Regions from separate parts of the Ovis aries genome. Here region 2 is linked to region 1. The links are chromatin contacts, called in public Hi-C maps. All regions are on one chromosome and are shown on one strand. Each heading gives the region's core, a stretch centred on a gene start, on an enhancer-like site or on the middle of the called end of the contact. The rest is flanking DNA. Distances are from core to core; before and after follow the strand shown.

Region 1 (4,617 bases), core at 922-3,421:
GCTCAGTTCAGTTCAGTTCAGTTGCTCAGTTGTGTTCAGCTCTTTGCAACCCAATGAACTGCAGCACACCAGGCCTCCCTGTCCATCACCAACTCCCGGAGTTCACCCAAACTCATGTCCATCGAGTCAGTGATGCCATCCAGCCATCTCATCCTCTGTCGTCCCCTTCTCCTCTTGCTCTCAATCCCTCCCAGCATCAGAGTCTTTTCCAATGAGTCAATTCTTCGCATGAGGTGGCCACAAGTATTGGAGTTTCAGCTTTAGCATCAGTCCTTCCAAAGAACACCCAGGACTGATCTTCTTTAGAATGGACTGGTTGGATCTCCTTGCAGTCCAAGAGACTCTCAAGAGTCTTCTCCAACACCACAGTTCAAAAGCATCAATTCTTCAGCGCTCAGCTTTCTTCACAGTTCAACTCTCACATCCATACATGACCACTGGAAAAACCATAGCCTTGACTAGACAGACCTTAGTCGGCAAAGTAATGTCTCTGCTTTTGAATATGCCATCTAGGTTGGTCATAACTTTCCTTCCAAGGAGTAAGCGTCTTTTAATTTCATGGCGGCAATCACCATCTGCAGTGATTCTGGAGCCCCCCAAAATAAAGTCTGACACTGTTTCCCCATCTATTGGCCATGAAGTGATGGGACCAGATGCCGTGATCTTCGTTTTCTGGATGTTGAGCTTTAAGCCAACTTATTCACTCTCCTCTTTCACTTTCATCAAGAGGCTTTTTAGTTCCTCTTCACTTTCTGCCATAAGGGTGGTGTCATCTGCATATCTGAGGTTATTGGTATTTCTCCCGGCAATCTTGATTCTTGCTTGTCCTTCTTCCAGCCCAGTGTTTCTCATGATGTACTCTGCGTATAAGTTAAATGAGCAGGTTGACAATATATAGCCTTGACATACTCCTTTTCCTATTTGGAATCTGTCTATTGTTCCATGTCCAGTTCTAACTTGCTTCCTGACCTGCATATAGGTTTCTCAAGAGGCAGGTCAGGTTTAAGCCTCTTCAGCTGGAAAGATGTTAGTAAGGAGGATTCAAATTCATGTCCATCAAGTTGCTTCATTATTCCCCCAACACGTCCTTATGTTTTATTAGTCCTTTCTCTGAAATGTGTCATAGGTTCTCATTGTTTACTAACTAAAATCTAAACTCTTAGACTTGCTGTTATTCATTTAAAAACTATCTAGTCTGTGCCAGGCACTGTGCTAGGCAGAAAGGATACAAGAATGCAAAGAAGTTAACAGGCGAGATCCCCCGCCCCATGGTGCCATGAGCTAGTGAAGGAGATGTACAATAAAGTGCAAGACAAAAATAAACATACAACTTGTGACAAGTGCTCTGAAGGAAATAAATAACCAGGGTGCCCAAGAATCACAGAGGGTATGCTGGTTGGTGGGTGATATGCAGACCGGAGGAGGGGGTTGCTGAAAGAGGAAGTGATGAGACCAACAAAGTGGGTCCTCTCATTGTCTGGGCAGCAGATGACAGATGGTTTTGATTATTGTGGAGAGAGAAGGGAGTGGGCATATTAGAGATATATTTCAGACGCAGAAATGATAGGACTTGCTAATAGATTTGATATGAAGGGGAAGAGCCAAACCAAATATCACGTCTAGCTCTCTGGTTTAAACAATCTGGTAGATGGTGGTACCAGTCAAGATGAAGAATATGAGAGAAGAATGGGTTTGAGGACTGATACCAGGAATTCCATGTTGCACCTAATCAACCATCTAAGAAGATGGAGGAACCAGCCTTGCAATCACAATAGTTAACACCCACCAGGGAACGGACTCCCATGACTCCAACCCTTAAACCCAGCTCTTACAGAGAGAACCCAATCGTCTGGGCAGCCAGTGGCTGATCCCTATCCCAGCTGGAGACCCAGCCCAGAGCAACGTTGACCTTGGCTCGGTTTTTATCAGGCCAAGTTTATCTTCTACAGCCTCCAGGGCAGGAAGAGTCTGGTCAGAGTTCTTCAGCAGCACCTCCTCCTAACCCTTCCCTGACTTAAGGGAGGGGGATTCCCCCCAAAGACTCCCGCATCCAGCAGGGCCATCCTACTCTTGCCCATCCTGCCACAGGCAGGATCACTTTGAGGAGGAAGCACTGCCCTCCACAATCCCCTATGGGTCAGGAGGAAGTTTATCTCCCTGTGTCTGGTCTAGACGATGTGTTCTCCCTGCTACCAGCAGAGAGAGACAGTGTCAGCCCCACACTGGTCCACGGCCACCCCAAGGCTGAGTCCTGGCCCGCTGCTCAGTTCACTCCTGTTGGCCAGGGCGTTCCCCAAAGGGATAGGGCCTCTGGCTGGCTGGCCTGCTGCTCTCCTCCAGGCTGCCCTTCCCAGACCACATGAGCCAGATCTGCCTCCCTTGCTGTAACACGTGTGGCGTTATGTGGCCCCTAGAACCCACCCCCAGCTGGTTACTCTCACCTCAGCCACCTGGGCAAGGCCCTCGACTTCCTAGAAAGATTACTGGTAGTGCTTCTGCTTTTACCCCTCAAGCTGCTCAGATTCTCTAAAAGCACATTTGTTCTCTGAGGCCCAATGCTCAATTTGGTCAGAGACACTGGGTGCTACCTGCAGCTGCAGCAGACTTGGCCCTCCTGCTTCCAGGGGACAGCTCCCTTGGGCCCAGATATGCCCCTGCTCCTGGGTTGGGGGAGGGGACACTGGACAAAGACAGGGACATCTGCCACCAGGCACTCTCCTGCTTGGTACTCTCAACCTCCCCGCAACTGTCCTCATCTACCCCTCATCCTGAGGACAACCAGACCCATGTGGGGGATCTGGGAGAATGCTCTTGCCCACTGCTGTGACCAGAAGCCATCCAGGAAGTCCCAACTTCCTAGCCCCCCACAAATGACGTTTAGTGACTTTTGAACTTGACAGTTCAAGGAGTAAAAAGAAAGCAAAAGGGAAACTGTATTGTCTCTCATTTCTTTTAAACACTTCCATCTAGTTTATACTGAGTCATTCAGAACTTGCAAGTTATTTTCTACCAGGTCGAAATTTGTGTGATGCCTCTCGATTGCGCCTTCCCAGTAAGGCTGGGAGGCTGTGCAGAGAGCAGGGGTTTTGCTTCTCCTTTGTGCCTATCTTTGTGTCTACTGCTCCCCTCTACGTGCAGGGGATAGAAGCCCCTCCTCCACCCCTTCCTCCGCAGAGGGCCTCTGGCAGAAAGCTCTGTGCTGGGAGGAAAACAGCTCAACTTCTCGTTCTGGCCCTGCTGATAGTCTTCCCAGTGCCCTATGCCAGCCCTATCAGTTATTTGCACACGGATGCCCCTGGGGGTCGAGAGGGCAGGCTGGAAGCGGGAGGAAGAGTGGTCTATGGGGCCCTGGCTTCTAGACTGTGAGGCTCGCTTCCAGCACCTCAGAAGAATAAAGTATTCAGCCCAGGAGGAATACTCAGGCTTTCAGACTTTGTACTACTAGGGAAAGGATTTTAAAAGGTTAGTCATGTAGTCATTTGACAGTCTGTAAAGGAAACGTGGATGACTAACAGAATTACAGCATGACTCCACCCTCTTGGAGAAATGGCTTATTCTTTTGAACTTTCTGGGTAATTTCATAACACTTGGTGCGGGCTGGGAGCAGCTTTCCATCAACAAGATGGAAATAGGGGTAATTAGCATACCCTTCCCTTCTCTTTCATTACCTGCTCAGCTCTTTCTGCGACCAGACTTTTTCCACTTGTTTTTCTTGTCTAAGTTTTCATGCCTTCAGAAATCAATTTAATCATTCAAGTGGGACAATGGTAGACAAACTGGGTAGGAAAACATAAATTCAATTACGCAGCAGTCTAGTCTTGAATTCCTGTAAAACAAAATTTCCCGTCTTCCTCCTCCCCATTGGATTAAAACACAGATGTTGACACAGCGCCATCTGTTGGAATCTGGTATTGCAGTCGCTGAATACTCGCTTTACATTTGTGTTGCCTTGACTACTGCAGCTCACTTAACTCATTCATTGGGAACACATTCATTGTGTGCCTGCTTTGTGTCAAGCACTATGCTAGATGTTAGAAGTACGAGAAAGCATGGCCGCAGTTTTGTTTTGTCTAGGACGGTCAGAATCTTGGTATAAGTCGGAATCATCTCAGGAACTTTGTAAAATGCACACTTCTGGGCTCCATCCCGCAAAGATTTTGAGTTGATGGGACTGAGACAGGTCCCAGGAACTTGATTTTCAACAAAATTCCCAGGTGATTCTGAAGCAGGGGGGCCCACAAATCATATTTTGAGGAAAATTAATGACAGAGAAGTAGACAGTGGAATAATATTGAAATATAGCCCGGTAAATGCCACATCCTATGGCAGAGTCTACTGAAGACACAGAGAAAAGATGTCTAATCAGAATAAGGAATAGATTGGAGAAGGCTTCCCCAAAGGTAAGACTCTAGATGAGGTGAAGAAGTGGAACAGAGGATCCAGGCAAAGGGTGCACTATATGAAAAGGCAAGAGGTCACGAAATTTCATGTGACCTGCAGGTAGTGTTCAGTTGAGTTCAGCTCAGTCGTGTCCGACTCTTTGTGACCCCATGGACTGCAGCACACCAGGCCTCCCTGTCCATCACCAACTCCTGGGATCTACTCAAACTCATGCCC
Region 2 (4,617 bases), core at 1,565-4,064, 260 kb before region 1:
CCAAAAGAAATACTTAAGTGGGGGTGGTTTCAAACCACATAAGTATTAATGTCCTTATAATTTAGTGTTTGTTGGGCACTGTACAAATTCTCAAACTTGGAATCAAATTTGACAACATCACATTCCAGTATTCTGTTTCATACAGTAGTTGCTTTTTATCAGAGCAACCTTTAAAAATACAGCTTTGCGAAAACATGACATTGTAGAAAGGAATGTGTCGGTCTAATGTTGAAACTGTGAACTACCTCAAATTATCAGTTAAAGCCTGAGTTCAATGGCACCCGGGGGCACCCCAGCACACAGTTTGAGTAACTGGGAGCAAAGGGAAGGGGCCTAAAAAGAAAGGGAAAAAAAAAAAGGGAGCGAGCAAAAAAATTCTTATTAGCGTGGTTAACCACAAGAGGGCAGCACAACAGTAGGTAGAGGCAGCACAAACGCAGAGGGGCAGAAGGGGTGAGGAGAGATGATACAGGTCAAACCTTCCCATAAAAAGGCTCTAAGACCCCTTAACCAGTTCAAGATATAAAAGTCCTTTTTCTCCTTAGACTAAAAAGGAAGAAACACTGGTCACTGGCAGATCACCTTTTACAGTCATCCTGCCCTTCTCTAACATCCTTTCTTTGCCTACTCAGTCGGGAGAATAGCCATGACTTTCACAGTAGCCAAGCAATGTACTACTTTGCATGCATAATTTTATTCAATCTCCACAACAATCTTATAAGAAAGTGAGGCTCAAAGAGATTTTAAATAACACTATTAAAAAGCAGGAACACCAGAATTCAAACCCAATCTGACCCCAAAGTCAAGGTCCTTCCCTATTTGGTCTAAAAAGCATCTCATCTTTCAGCAACAGCCAGTTGAAGTAGAGAAGAAAACCATGTTCCCTTCCTATACCTGAGACACCTGTCTCAAATCACTAGGAAAAACCAGCAAATGAAGTAAACTCTTCTTTAATGGGTTCCTAAAACATGCTAAATACTCCAAACGTAGGACACTCAGAGAAAGAAACAAGCATTGTATGCTTATCTAGTCAGCAAGTACTGTAGTTTTCCTGTACAGGTAAATACATGTTAAGGCAAATGCTGGACACATCCAGTTTGCAAATATGTTACATATTAAAAGATATGCGCACACAGGAGCAAGGGATTCTCATACCCAAAGTGGTAAAGGGGGGAGGGAAAGGGAGGAAAAAGGTTGATAATTCATCTTAATATCCGTTGGGTGTTATAGCAGAATACCTGCAGTAGCCCAACAAACCTATTATGAAACCAAAACCAATCGTCATCACTTATTACCACTTGCAGTTTCCTCCTCCACATTTCTCCTCCCCCTATGACATACTCAGCTGCCTCTATCCTTTCATTCAGAGAAAAAGGAGTTCCTCCGGACAGATTAATAACCACCGGAAAGCAAAATGGGTAAATTCAACCGACAAAGTAAACTTAAGCAGATAAAGCTGTCCAGGAAGCATTCTATGCGGTAGCAGAAACCCCAGCAAGAGCAGCTAAAGTGTCCTCTCAATAAGTATCTCTTATTACTTGAAAATGTTCCTGCCTCAAAGATTAAGAATCTTTGGTTGCTTGAGGAGAAAGGGTATTGGATGACGTTTTTCTCTGCAAAGAAAAACAATGTACAATCAGCAGAGAAACAAATGAAGACTGTTTCTTAAAGAACAACAATAAAGCCCAAAATTACCCTCCCAGGGCAACATTCAAAGTTCAGCACTGCCATTTTCAAAGAAGCAACAATGAGCCCTGCCTGTCGACACACGCTTCCAACCTTCCTACGCACGGACTCACACCTCAAGACACCCTCGTCTTCACTGCAGAGAAAAAGGACTGCAGTCAGGATCGCTCACCCACCTTCGGGGAAAGGGGCTGGAAGGGCCTCTTCTGCAGAAGAGAAACAGATCACATCTTGTTGCCTTGCCTGCTTCCGAAACCTAAAAGGAAAAAAAAAAAAAAAAAAGCGGCAGTTACTACCGCAGAAATCCAGGGGAAATAGATGCTCTTTTCTAGGCTGTTCAGATGTCTAGAAAATTTTAAAAGAGAGATAAGTAAAGGGGAGGAGGAGTATCAGGCACATAAGGATGCAAGTATCAACAGCAAGACACTCCGTCCGAGGTTTCCTTCTAAAAGGGAGGATTTTCTTGCCGAGTTTACTGACACTAGCAGGGGGGAAGGGGAGATCGGGGTGGAGAGGAGGAGAGAGAGAACTGCTGCCCTCCACCTGGAGCCCAGGCAGCAATAACACTCACCGCCGCACGGATGTGGCGACGAGGACGCGCCCCCAAGCCCGAGGGGACTGCTCTTACCCGGTGCCTCCGGCTGGCCACACTACGAAGCCCCTGGAACAGGCAAAGGTCCGAGTGTCCGCCAGGCTGAGACCTCGCGGGCCCTCCCGTGCGGGTTCGGCTCTCACTCACATCCCTCGGCGGCGAAGATCTGGCCTTTCCCTGCGCTGCAATAGGAGCCCTCCGCCCCTACGCTCTGCCACCAAGTCCGGACCCAGGGGCCGAGGGCCCGAGGCGGCGGCGCGCACTGTGGAGCGAGCAGGACGCGGGCCCAGCCTGTCAGCGCTCAGGAAGGCCGTTAGCGTCGGCCGCTGCGGCCCGCTCCTGCTCCTCTTCCTCTCTCCTTCCTGCAACCCACACCACTCCCACTTTGGGCAACCGGGAAGCCCGTCACAGTCGTCGTCTCCACCCTCTCCGCAGTCACACCGTCTTCTCAGCCCCGCAGGCGACACTGGCTGGGACGTCCTATTTACGTCCGACTCAGCCTCCCAGTTGGCCTCTGGTCTGGCGTCTTGCTCACTGCAGAGACCGCCTCGGTGCGGGGCCGGCGCCTGGCGCGCACCCCCGGACTGCGCGTGCGCCGCTCCACCCAGGCTGCGTTTTCACCGACGCGCGCCGGGGGCGGCCGACGACTGGCTACACAGAGCCTGGGCTTCTCAGGAAACAAACCGGCGTGCGCGGAGATTCCCGCGGTGGCCCCTGGGCGTGAGCGGGCGGGGAACTTGAGCTGGGCCGGGCCCTCCGCAGATGGGCGTGTGCGTGGCCGCCGCCCGCCGTGGAGGCGGCTGGGAGTGAGTCAGCCTGGCCGTGTAGGGACTCCCCTGCGCACAACCTGGCACCGCAGCAGAGACTTACCCTGGTCGCGAGGCCGAGGGAAGTCGCGCCGAGGGTTTGGTGCAACGCGTTCCTAACTCACCGTATCGCGCCAGCGCAGTTCTGGGAGTCTGATTCCAATCAGTCACTTCTGCTGGAAAGAAATGAGGGTGGGATGAGGTGCCCAGATGCCTGCGGACTGGCGGCAGTGCCAGGCAAACGAGAAACAATTTCCACCATCCCGAAGAGCCTCATTCATTGGGTCAACAAATATTTACTGAGCACCTACTGTTTGCCATTCTTGGTAGGACCCCAAAGATGCTATGTGAACACAACCCACATACCCCTTGCCCTACTGGAGCTTGTATTCTGATAAAGCGACAAAAATAAATAAAAAGCCTTAAATTTATAACGTGCCAGAGTATAATTGCCACTAAGAAAAGTAAAGGAGCAGGAAGTGGGGAGGCAGTGTGCTATTTTAGTTAGAATGGCCAGGAAAGACCTCCCAGAGTAACATTTGAGTGGAGCTCTGAAGAAGGAGAATGAGCCAGTCCTGCGGCTATCTGTGAAGACAGTTTCATGCAGAAACACTAGCAAAGGCAAAGACCCTAAGAAGGGAATGTGCTTGGCAAGTTCAAGGACCAGGAAGGAGGTCAGTGTGGCTGAAGAACAGTAAAGGAAGGGACAACGGTAAGAGGTGAGGCCAAAGAAGGAGCCTGTAATCCAGCTATGTCGGGCCTTCTGTCAGTCTGAAAGGCATATGTCGTTAGCCTTCTGTCAATCTGAAAAAACAGATACATTTATAGCCCCTGTTTCACCATACAGATGATGCTGCAATTCAGGTCTAGCTTGTACTTAATTGTCCCTTTAAATCTCACCAAAGCAACTCCTGCATTTCTTCTTACATAAGACCCATTGCAAAAGGTCTTTGAGCAAATGATAGCAGGCTAGGAAATGACTTGAATCCACACTGACTTCTTTAAATAATGAACTGGAGCCCTGTTTTCGCCTAAAAGGGATATACTGGGAAACTGCATTCCTATGGCTCCTGTCTTACAAGCAAAATATGCCAGAGAGTGCTTTGTTGTTGCTGTTGTTTAGTTTCTAAAAAGAAATTGGAAATAGGAGTTGTGACACAATAGCAAATCTAAAATCTGCTTAGAATATTAAGGCTGAAATTACAAGCAGGAACCATCATGAGAGTTCCCCCAGCAAACAAAACTGTTAACTAGATTAGAAACCAGAACACAGACCCACACAAAGAACATAAAGTGCTGAAGGTGACCTTAACATTAGAGTTAAAATGAAAAGTATCTGAACTCTGGAAGTGGAAGCATTCTCTTTAAGCGGGGGGTAAAAAAAAAACAAAAAACCTGTTTAAGAACTCCAAACAGTACAGATACAGTCATTGTAGTAAATAATATTTCTGAATTTTGCAATGATATGTTTATTCAACCAGGCATGGTATCTGTTACTGTCCACTGCCTTTTTGCAGGGAAAAGCCATTTAGA

The links. A called contact is a pair of places that touch in the nucleus more often than the background predicts.
Region 2: a contact with region 1 is called in a Hi-C map of blood, with 3 times the contacts expected there. The contact joins the promoter of JAK2 here to the enhancer-like site in region 1. A contact is called at or near these places in 4 of 16 Hi-C or Micro-C datasets (blood, hypothalamus and tail adipose tissue).

Annotation. Positions count from the first base shown.
Region 1 is chr2:73,071,550-73,076,166 of ARS-UI_Ramb_v3.0, reverse strand. No RefSeq gene overlaps it. Among named protein-coding and RNA genes, the nearest start is that of AK3, 21 kb to the right of the region's middle. Within about 2 kb of position 2,171, at least 22 of the 54 cell types and tissues checked have an H3K27ac peak or open chromatin away from gene starts, as enhancers often do. A contact at or near this core is called in tail adipose tissue, where this site is marked.
Region 2 is chr2:73,327,568-73,332,184 of ARS-UI_Ramb_v3.0, reverse strand. It overlaps JAK2 (Janus kinase 2), which reads right to left and starts at 2,814. Exons shown (of 25, transcript XM_042243421.2): 1 at 2,258-2,814; 2 at 1,863-1,942.